Linked DNA regions of Pan troglodytes: region 2 is linked to region 1. The links are chromatin contacts, called in public Hi-C maps. All regions are on one chromosome and are shown on one strand. Each heading gives the region's core, a stretch centred on a gene start, on an enhancer-like site or on the middle of the called end of the contact. The rest is flanking DNA. Distances are from core to core; before and after follow the strand shown. Region 1 has its middle 91 kb from the start of PRG4. Region 2 overlaps HMCN1 (hemicentin 1).

Evidence for each region. A called contact is a pair of places that touch in the nucleus more often than the background predicts.
Region 2: a contact with region 1 is called in a Hi-C map of induced pluripotent stem cells, with 2.3 times the contacts expected there. The contact joins two enhancer-like sites. A contact is called at or near these places in 3 of 7 Hi-C or Micro-C datasets (blood, induced pluripotent stem cells and stem cell-derived neural progenitor cells) and 1 of 1 other capture datasets (stem cell-derived neural stem cells).

Annotation. Positions count from the first base shown.
Region 1 is chr1:62,889,432-62,893,818 of NHGRI_mPanTro3-v2.0_pri, forward strand. No RefSeq gene overlaps it. Among named protein-coding and RNA genes, the nearest start is that of PRG4, 91 kb to the left of the region's middle. Within about 2 kb of position 2,875, at least 2 of the 24 cell types and tissues checked have an H3K27ac peak or open chromatin away from gene starts, as enhancers often do. A contact at or near this core is called in induced pluripotent stem cells, where this site is marked.
Region 2 is chr1:63,286,233-63,290,655 of NHGRI_mPanTro3-v2.0_pri, forward strand. All of the region lies in intron 2 of HMCN1 (hemicentin 1), which reads right to left. Among named protein-coding and RNA genes, the nearest start is that of HMCN1, 130 kb to the right of the region's middle. Within about 2 kb of position 2,874, at least 1 of the 24 cell types and tissues checked has an H3K27ac peak or open chromatin away from gene starts, as enhancers often do. A contact at or near this core is called in induced pluripotent stem cells, where this site is marked.

The DNA of each region.
Region 1 (4,387 bases), core at 1,625-4,124:
ATGTGTGACAAACTAGAGTAACCAACAATTCTGATGTGGGGGCCTTTGATTAGGGGCAGAGATTAGGACAGGCTGAAACAAGCTCTACTGTTTGGCACATTAGGACCTGCAAATAAACTGTAGTGCATCCTCATTTCCCTACTGGAGTAGACATACCAACAGTCCCTCTGTCTTGTTGTTTGTGACTCATACTTCAAGGTTGGTTTAAACCCAACATCTGAAGCAACCACTAAAAGATGGAAGAACTGTAGAAGCAGCAGTTTCTTTTCAAAGAGACTGCTAGGCAAAAAGTCAAGTTCAGTCTGCAGGTCTGGTGATTGTTTCTGCTGCATATCAAAAGATGCTTATTTTTAATTTCCATATCATGTCGCCAAAGAGGTAATAATAACGAAGTGTTATTCTGTAAAGGAACAGCCCCGCCTCAAATGCATGTCCTTCTTTGATCCAACCAAGCCAGATGATAGTTATTTTGCTGTCAAGAGAGCAATGACAAAAGGCCAGCCAAGCTGCAATGTTTTAGCTGGGTGTGTGTCAACTGAGGACAGATGCCTGGGCCTCTTCGAACTAGAGGCTGGGAAGGCTCAGTTTCATTTGTTCAGAATCCAGATATAACAATTAGTACTGAAAAATCAGCTTATGGGATCAAAGCTCCCAGGGTGTGAGAAAGATTAAAGTGTCTCTTTGTTTTTACCTTTAGTCTGTGGAACAGTATCCTGCAGGCAGGAAGCTGAACGGATACAGAGAACCATTACTTCTTGTTCATTGTCTTTCTCATCTGCTTTGAATGAAAGCTGGTTTTTGTGCTACCTGGGAATAAAGCTACTTATCTTTCTTTTCTTTTTTTTTGGAAACATTTTCCTAGGGTGCAATCATCAGATAATTTGAGTTGTACTTTATTTCAAAGTGAAATAAAAAATTGCAAGAAAGATAGAACACCATTTATCTTGATAGTGTCAATTTAGCAAGTTGTATCCTCGCTTTTAATCTTACTTAATAACAAGTACTTGGGAACTTTGCCTGCCTAGTGTAATGGCATTCTGAATGCTGCCAAGTGCTCTATTTCCTACTGCAATTCTTCCACCAGAGCGATGTTGGTACCTTTGATCTCAGACCAGGAATGAGAATTCGTATGAAGACAAACCTTCATGTTCAGTTGTAGTATGGACCATGTTGGCCTTTCAATGGCCAGGTTCAGGCTTTGTGTGAGAAGCAATGGTTAAGCAACCTCAATTTCCCAAGGGAATTACATTTTGAGCCAGTCAGTCCTGATTTTCTGGTTCTAGGAAGGCCACCTCTGGTCTCCTGAACCCCTTGCTAAGGCTGAAACTCATCAGACCCCACCATCTAAGAGAAGGGCATTTGCTCATATTGCCTTAAAGAAAACAAATGAACTCTATCATAAACAATCCATTCCTAAATTTCCTATAACAATCCTCAATTTAGGATAAGGACTAACTTCCTAGAGTGGGTGTCACTGAGTTCAGCCTTTCAGCTTCTCGCAAAACAAATGCTGTTTCACATTACTCTGGAATAAAGTCATAACTTCCTAAAAGAATTTACGGGAAGCTTCATATTTTTGTGTCTGCTCTATTCTCCAGGCTTCTAGCCATATGGAACTGCTCACTCACCTCTGAATCTAATGGTCTCTGTGGAGAATGACTTTTCCCCACTGATGTGTTTCCTGCCCCTTCCCCTTTCTTGCCGCCTGGATAACACTCAGCCATTCATTGCACTGTGGGGCACAGAGGTTAAGAGCCCCGGGTAACCTGGTTCTACATCCAGGCTCTGCCATTTACTATCCATATTATGTTTGTGCAGATTACCTCACTTTTTATGCCTCTATTTATTTATTGGGGATAAATTACAGTATCTACATCAAGGGGTTTTCAAGCATGCGGTAACTAATTTGGGTAATATATGTAAGTCGTGTAGAATTGTGTCTGGCTCAATAAGAGTTAGCTAATATTATTATGATTCAGGTTTTCGCTTGGCTGCCACATTCCCCAGGGCCTTTTAGTCCTGGAGTAGTGCCCCTGAACATGCCCTACTTGCTGGTTCTTTTCCGTATTATATCACTTATCACACAGTATCGTGGTGTGGGAAAGAAGGCTATGCTGAGGTGAGCTAGAGTGGTCCTGTTTGTAGGTATGTAATACTGCCACCACAGAGTAATTATACTTCATCTTTTTTACCCTCTCCTATATTGAGTATTCCAGTCACTTAGACAATGCCCCTTAATCCTGTTTAGAAAAAAAAAGATGCAGCTTGCTGCCAGCACTCATTTAATTTTACATAAACATGCTCTTTGAGGCCGAAGGAAATCTGACTGATTTTCAATGTGAAAATAAAATATAAAAACTGTTCTTGTTCTAAAGAGAACTAACATCAGAATCATTTGGATCATCAGACTTGTCTATTTTGGAAAAATCGGATTCCTACAAAATCTTTGGCCAACAACTGTTCAAGAACCACGTTAATATGCATAGGAATGTTACATTTTCTAGGATCAGACATTTTCAGCAATTGAGAATTACTGTATTTTGTAAATGGGAATACCACTACTAGAAATGGAATGCTATGAATAGAATGATGTCTTTTGCTTCCAAAGTTGATATACTAGAGTGATGCAAAAATAATAGTAAAAGTGAGATATTTCGTGGCAAAGTTATCTCAGGGTAAATGCTGCAGCCGCAAGCACCACCAGTATTCTCAGGGTAAATGCAAAAAGGCTTAAATTTCCAAACCACGAACCCTCAAAGATACCACATAAAAAGTTTAGCTTTCAAAGGAGGAGAAGATGAAAACCATGCCTGTGAAACATCCCATCCTGTTCTTTCCTTACTGGGCCCATGGCACTTCTTTTTACATGCTAATTTACTGCTGTGAATCTGGGAAGCTGTTTCATTTCTTTGGCACATGTTACATTCTTCCCCCTGCCTCTCCCCCCACCCTCCCCAGTTTCTCTATACAAAAAGGATAGGATGCCTTGCGGAGTTCGTTCTGGTAGAATTCTACTTCTGTTGTAGATCTGTGTCCAGCATGGCCACACATGCAGTGATAAATATTCAGATGTGCAAAACACCCAGACAAGCACATGTCTCATTACATATCTTTTACTGATGCTCCTAATACCATTGTCCATATGTTGGAAATACCACAGGATACAACAAAATCTTGATCTGTTAGCAGCTATGGTCATCTGGTGCTAGTAAATCACTGTTTTTTCAGGCCCTGGACTTATTGGGAGTCAAGGGTCTGAGAGGCCCAACCATGACCACAGGAGAAAGATGAAGCCTTCAGCCACTCTTCCAAATGCTCTTCAGACACCAGGGAGTGAGGGAAAATTGACTGAACTTTTTGTTTGCCATCCCGATGTTTCTATGTACAGGTCCAATTTCTTCACTCTCACTTTATCTCCTAGGCAACAAAACAGCTGATCCATTTAGTAGCCACTCTTCCTTTCCTCATTAATTTTTTATTTTAGTCTTACTCTGTCCTCCCAAGCTCCTGCCTGTTCCTTTCAATTGTTAACTCTTTAACCAGTTCTAATACTGCAGTCCACACGTCCATGAGCATGAAAGTGTTAAATGAACATAATTGTAGCATGGTAGTCAATCAGCATTTTAAATTTCACTAGTGACAACTTTAGAGATCTTTGATGTGGATTCACAGATTCCAACATGAAGAGCTTCTGAGCAACTTTCAAGTGTCTTTAATACTCAACATAGAAGGTTTTTTTTTTCCTATGTAAAGCCAGGCACATCAATAAAACTCTCCTCAGTGACCCCCACTGTATTAGACATATGCATATTCACTCCTAGATTATCAAACATTTGTTCAGGCCTACTATATGCCAGGCACTGTGCCACTCCTGTAAGCACAGAAGATATATTACTAACAAATGCATTGGTATGGACTTGGAGGAAACATGTCAACAGTTACCATACACTGTTGTTGTGGACTGAATTGTGTCCCTAAATAACTCATATATTGAACCCCTAATGCCAATATATCAGAATGGAACTGTATTTGGAGATAGGGCCTTTAAAGAAGTGATTAAGTTAAAAACAAGGTCATTAGGGCAAGCCTTAATTCAGTCTGACTGGTGTCCTTATAAGATGGAAGATTTTGGACACACACAGAGACCTCAGGGACATGTGTGTACAAAAACCCTTTGCAAGCCAAAGAGAGAGGCCTCAGGAGAAAGTAAACCTGCTTTGCATAATGATCTTGGACTTTCAGCCTCCAGAACTGTAAGAAAGTCAATTTCTGTTGTTTAAGGCACCCAGTCTGTATGGCAGCCCTAGCAGACTAATATAACTGCTGATAAGTATATAGTCCTGTGTGAATATGGAGAAGAGGAACCTGATCTAATTGGGACTGGGGA
Region 2 (4,423 bases), core at 1,624-4,123, 400 kb after region 1:
TCAAGTTGTTAGGTTCTGTATCTCTCTTCAAATAAGAGGTTAAATTTGACTATTCATATCTAAAACTTTGTTTCACTTTTTAGAATTCCTATCACTCAGAGGAAATATGCAATACTAAGTGTAGAAGGGATATGTAAGCTAAACATGCTTACATGAACTAATACCATTAAAAACCCACTATAATTTATCTGTTGCCTTTAAGTGAACTCCATATCCTATTCATTCACTCATTATTTTTTCATTCTTTCTCCAAGATGAGTCTAAACTTGACTTTTCAGTTACTTCTGTTCCAGTTTCTGGTGTGTGTATTTTGTTAGCATACGTTTAAGGTAAGTCAAATGTAATACAGCAAAATTGTAACTATTTCTGTGACAGCAAACACAAGTAAAAATAAGTGAAAACAAGTCAGAAAATTTCTATTAAACTATAAACTATGGTTATATTACATGCAGAATTTAAGATGTGTGCTTAATACCATGATATGTAAAATTCCTTATAAAAGTTTCTACTAGGATTTTGATTCTTCCTCAAGTCAACCCTCTATAGAGGCCATGTTATTCAGCATTGGAATACAGCTCCACCTGCTGGTACTGACAGATCCATATATTATATATACCTTTTGCAGGCTAGTGTTACTAAATTTATGCTTATTCAAAGATGACCTAAAGCCTCCTACAGCAGTATATTTTACAAGAGTAATCAGAATATGATTTTGCTTAAAATTTTCCCAGAAGTATAATTATATAGAAATTACACTGACATCGTACTGTTTCTCTTCAAGCAAATACAGTTTGCAACCTATTCCATTTGCTTTTGATGACCAAACAAATTTAAGGAATGGCAATATAATTGGTTTCTATTATCATATTTTAACTAGGTAGTCAAACAAAACCTCAGTGATTACATTAATTTACCCTGTTTCCATGCAGCTATTTTCTTATTTTAATAAACAAACCAAAGTTATGTAAGTATACTTATTCATTCATTGATGTACAATATTAATTGAGCAACTATTATGGGGCCAAGTCCCATGTCAGGCTCTGAAAAGCAGAACTGAGTAAGGCAGACATGGAGTTTACAGTGCAGCTGAGGAACAAAAGTTGAACAAGTATCTATTTAGGTAGTCACTATCACTTCAATCAGATGCAATCAGGAAGTCCTCTCATGAGAAAACATGTGAAAACTGTACTCATGTACATGTGTAGAGAAAACTTATAATAATTATCTTTGTAAAACAGTATTATAAATTTGGAAACTTTATGCTATATATTTTCTCCCTTACATAAAAAAATTAGGTCTCATTTCCATCTTATTGAGCATGACGCATATCAATGAGGGGAATGTGTGTGGGGGGGTTTGCAAACATATGTATGTATATTCCAAGCAAGTGTCAATATTGAGATAATTTAAGAACCAAAAAGCAATCTGCTGGATAACTAAATTGCCAGAATCATTTTTAATATTTTCTGTCAATTATTCAGTTTTCAATTATTCTAACTTGATGTACAAACATATAAATTGTTTCAAAAGTCTAATATCTGTGCTAAATATTTACCTTTAAAACCTCATAAGAGGTGGGCTTTGTACATGTGAAGCAGATCATACTTACAATTTTCACTTCTCAGATCCCAAATATTATGTTATATAATGAATCGATAACCAGAGAATGTGAAAAAGCTAAAAGGCATTTCAAATAAGAAATCCATTTAATTTTTCTTAAAGTCTCATATGACACTTTTTTTGTTAAAGAAACAGGTCCAATAAGTCAAAATCATATTCATTTTTTTCAAGTCAAGTAGCTTTTAAGATGATGCAGTCTCTTGTGTATGTATTTTCCGTTGATTTGAATGTGTTACATTTCTCAATCAAACATGCCAAAATAACACTAAAATCAGTGTTTTAGTAAAAAGATATTTATCAATAGGAAATCAGTCAAATAACCTAGACAGGCCACAGAAGCAATCTGCTTCCTTTTTATAATCACTTATATCTTGCCCTAAAAAAAAAATCAACAACATACTATTAAGCGGATACAAACTTTTAATGTTGACCATCTTCAAAAACTATATGCTACTTAGAGATTAGCTGACTGGGTAAGTTAAAGCTGAGTACTCTAAAACTCTAATTGAGAGGATCTGCCTTAAGTTGAAAGGAAACTATCTTCATAAACATTGCTAATGTCTGTCTCCAGTTTTCTATAACATCATAATTCTTAAGAAAATGCCCTAGACAGTAGTTCACCTCATTAATTGAGACAATCTCAAAATATCTGAAGTGTACTAAAAAGAAAAATGTGCAAAAATAATGTCAAGAAAGAAGGTCCATAGTTAGGTTAGTTATATGTTCAGCATTTCATTTAATCTTTTTGCTAAAACAATCCAATGAAGGCACATGCATATGTATATACATATGTGTATTTTTTTTTAGAGCAAGGGAAAGAGAAATAAGACTGCCTTTTCTTTCTTTCCAGTCTCCTAGCTTAAAAACCAGATCCATGAGAAAAATGGCTTATACCAACAAATCCACACACCTCCTTTTTTTTTTCTTTTTCTTTTTCAAGAGACAGGGTCTTGCTCTCTCACCCAGGCTGGAGCACAGTGGTGCAATGGTGTGATCATAGCTCAACTTCCTGTGCCTAAGCAATCCTTCCCACCTCCGCCTCCCAAGCAGCTGGGACTTACAGGCATATGACACTGCATCTGGCTAACTTTAAAATTCATTTTTTTTTTTTAGAGCTGAGGTCTCACTATGTTGCCCAGGCTAGTCCTCACACTTTTATGAGAATCACCTGTTTCAAGTAGACTGTGATGTGGAGAACAGTACATATCATGGCCCTATATCAATGTATTAAGTTCAGTTAATGGAGCACAGTGGAGGGCAGGGCACGCATTTCTTTGTGGAGGCTGTGTAAGAGAATCTACCCTGTCCCTCTAATAGCCCTTGTTTTTCAAATTGAGAGCATACAATGACTTTTTCTCTTCAACCGTTTTTCTCAAAATTCTGTAAGACCACTCCTATCTTAAGTCCTATATGTAAGGACATGTAGACATGAAAGAGACTAAAACTCTCAGATACACAAAAAATTTCAGATTGAATATCAGGACAAATGAAAAACATTTCATGCAAACTTAACTTGTTTGAGAGATTGGGGGTGTGGGATGGGTTTGTTTTTTAATAAGCAAATGCAGATGTTGAAGGAAAAATGTTTAGATTTTTGACACTGTTCTTTGCTAACAGAATTGCCAAATGTTTTCCATAAGCAATGTTGAAATGTCTGAATTTTTTTATAAAACCATCACCCAGCTGAACTTTGAAAAATGAAATTTACTGATTTACTGTGAATAAGCTTGCATATTTAATATTTCAGATTAACATTTTTATACAACTTTTATTTTCCAGGCACTTAATAAATTTTAATCATTATGGGAAGAATTTATGGTCTTCCTGTGTTGTGCACATGTGAGATACACACACACACACACACACACAAAGTTGATATTTATTTAGTTGTCACTCTTTAGGAACATAGTTAATGTTGTACATAAACTGATTGTGGGATTAAATCGAGTCCATTTTACTACATGCAGCAGTTTGGATTCATCTTAATGTCATGTGAAAAACTACCTATGTTCAGATATTCACTGTCAAATCAGAAAAAATATTCAAAGAGCAAAACATTCATGTAGCTTTTCTTATAACTGAGTTTCACTTTCAGTCATTAATGTGATATCTGTGAATCTTTTTACTGGGTGGAATTTTCTTCCTTTTAAACTTAAAATATTCATTGATTATATTTGACAAGTTTCACTTCAATCTCTTCCCAGGGTCTGTATGCAAAATACAAAATTGTCCCAATCATTAAGGGAAACTAAATTTAGCTATAACACATTTTCCCTATTAAAGCTACGAACTCACTGATCAATGGAAAAAATGACAGATGAAAGAGACTAGATTGGATTATTTAATTGCAGAATATGTCTCCTCCTCGTTCTATTTAATAGTGTGATGAAGGCTTAAATAAGTTTGACTCTCTCCTGTTTTGTAGAGATATAACCAAAGTGTTAAAAGATTATTTTGCAGTTACCAATAATTCCTGAGAAGAGTGGCAATGATCGGTTTGTTTATTCAAGTGTTTATTTCCTCACCTTTAATCATTCCACTAAAAAAGACTAATGAGTAGGGCCAAAGAGATCTCAGAATACAGAATAAATATTGATACCAAAAAGAAAAATAATACTAAAAGGATGACCTAAACCCTGCAACAAACATTTTGGAGTTTCCAGTAGGTAGTGATGAGAATTTGAATTGTTTCAAAAAGTATCTTAAGCCTTTCAGAGTGGCAGTAGTGACAAAATAAATCACTAAATCTGGTAAGTGTAGACCAGACCTAAATACGTTTGAAGTACCTCCTCCCTGACTGATC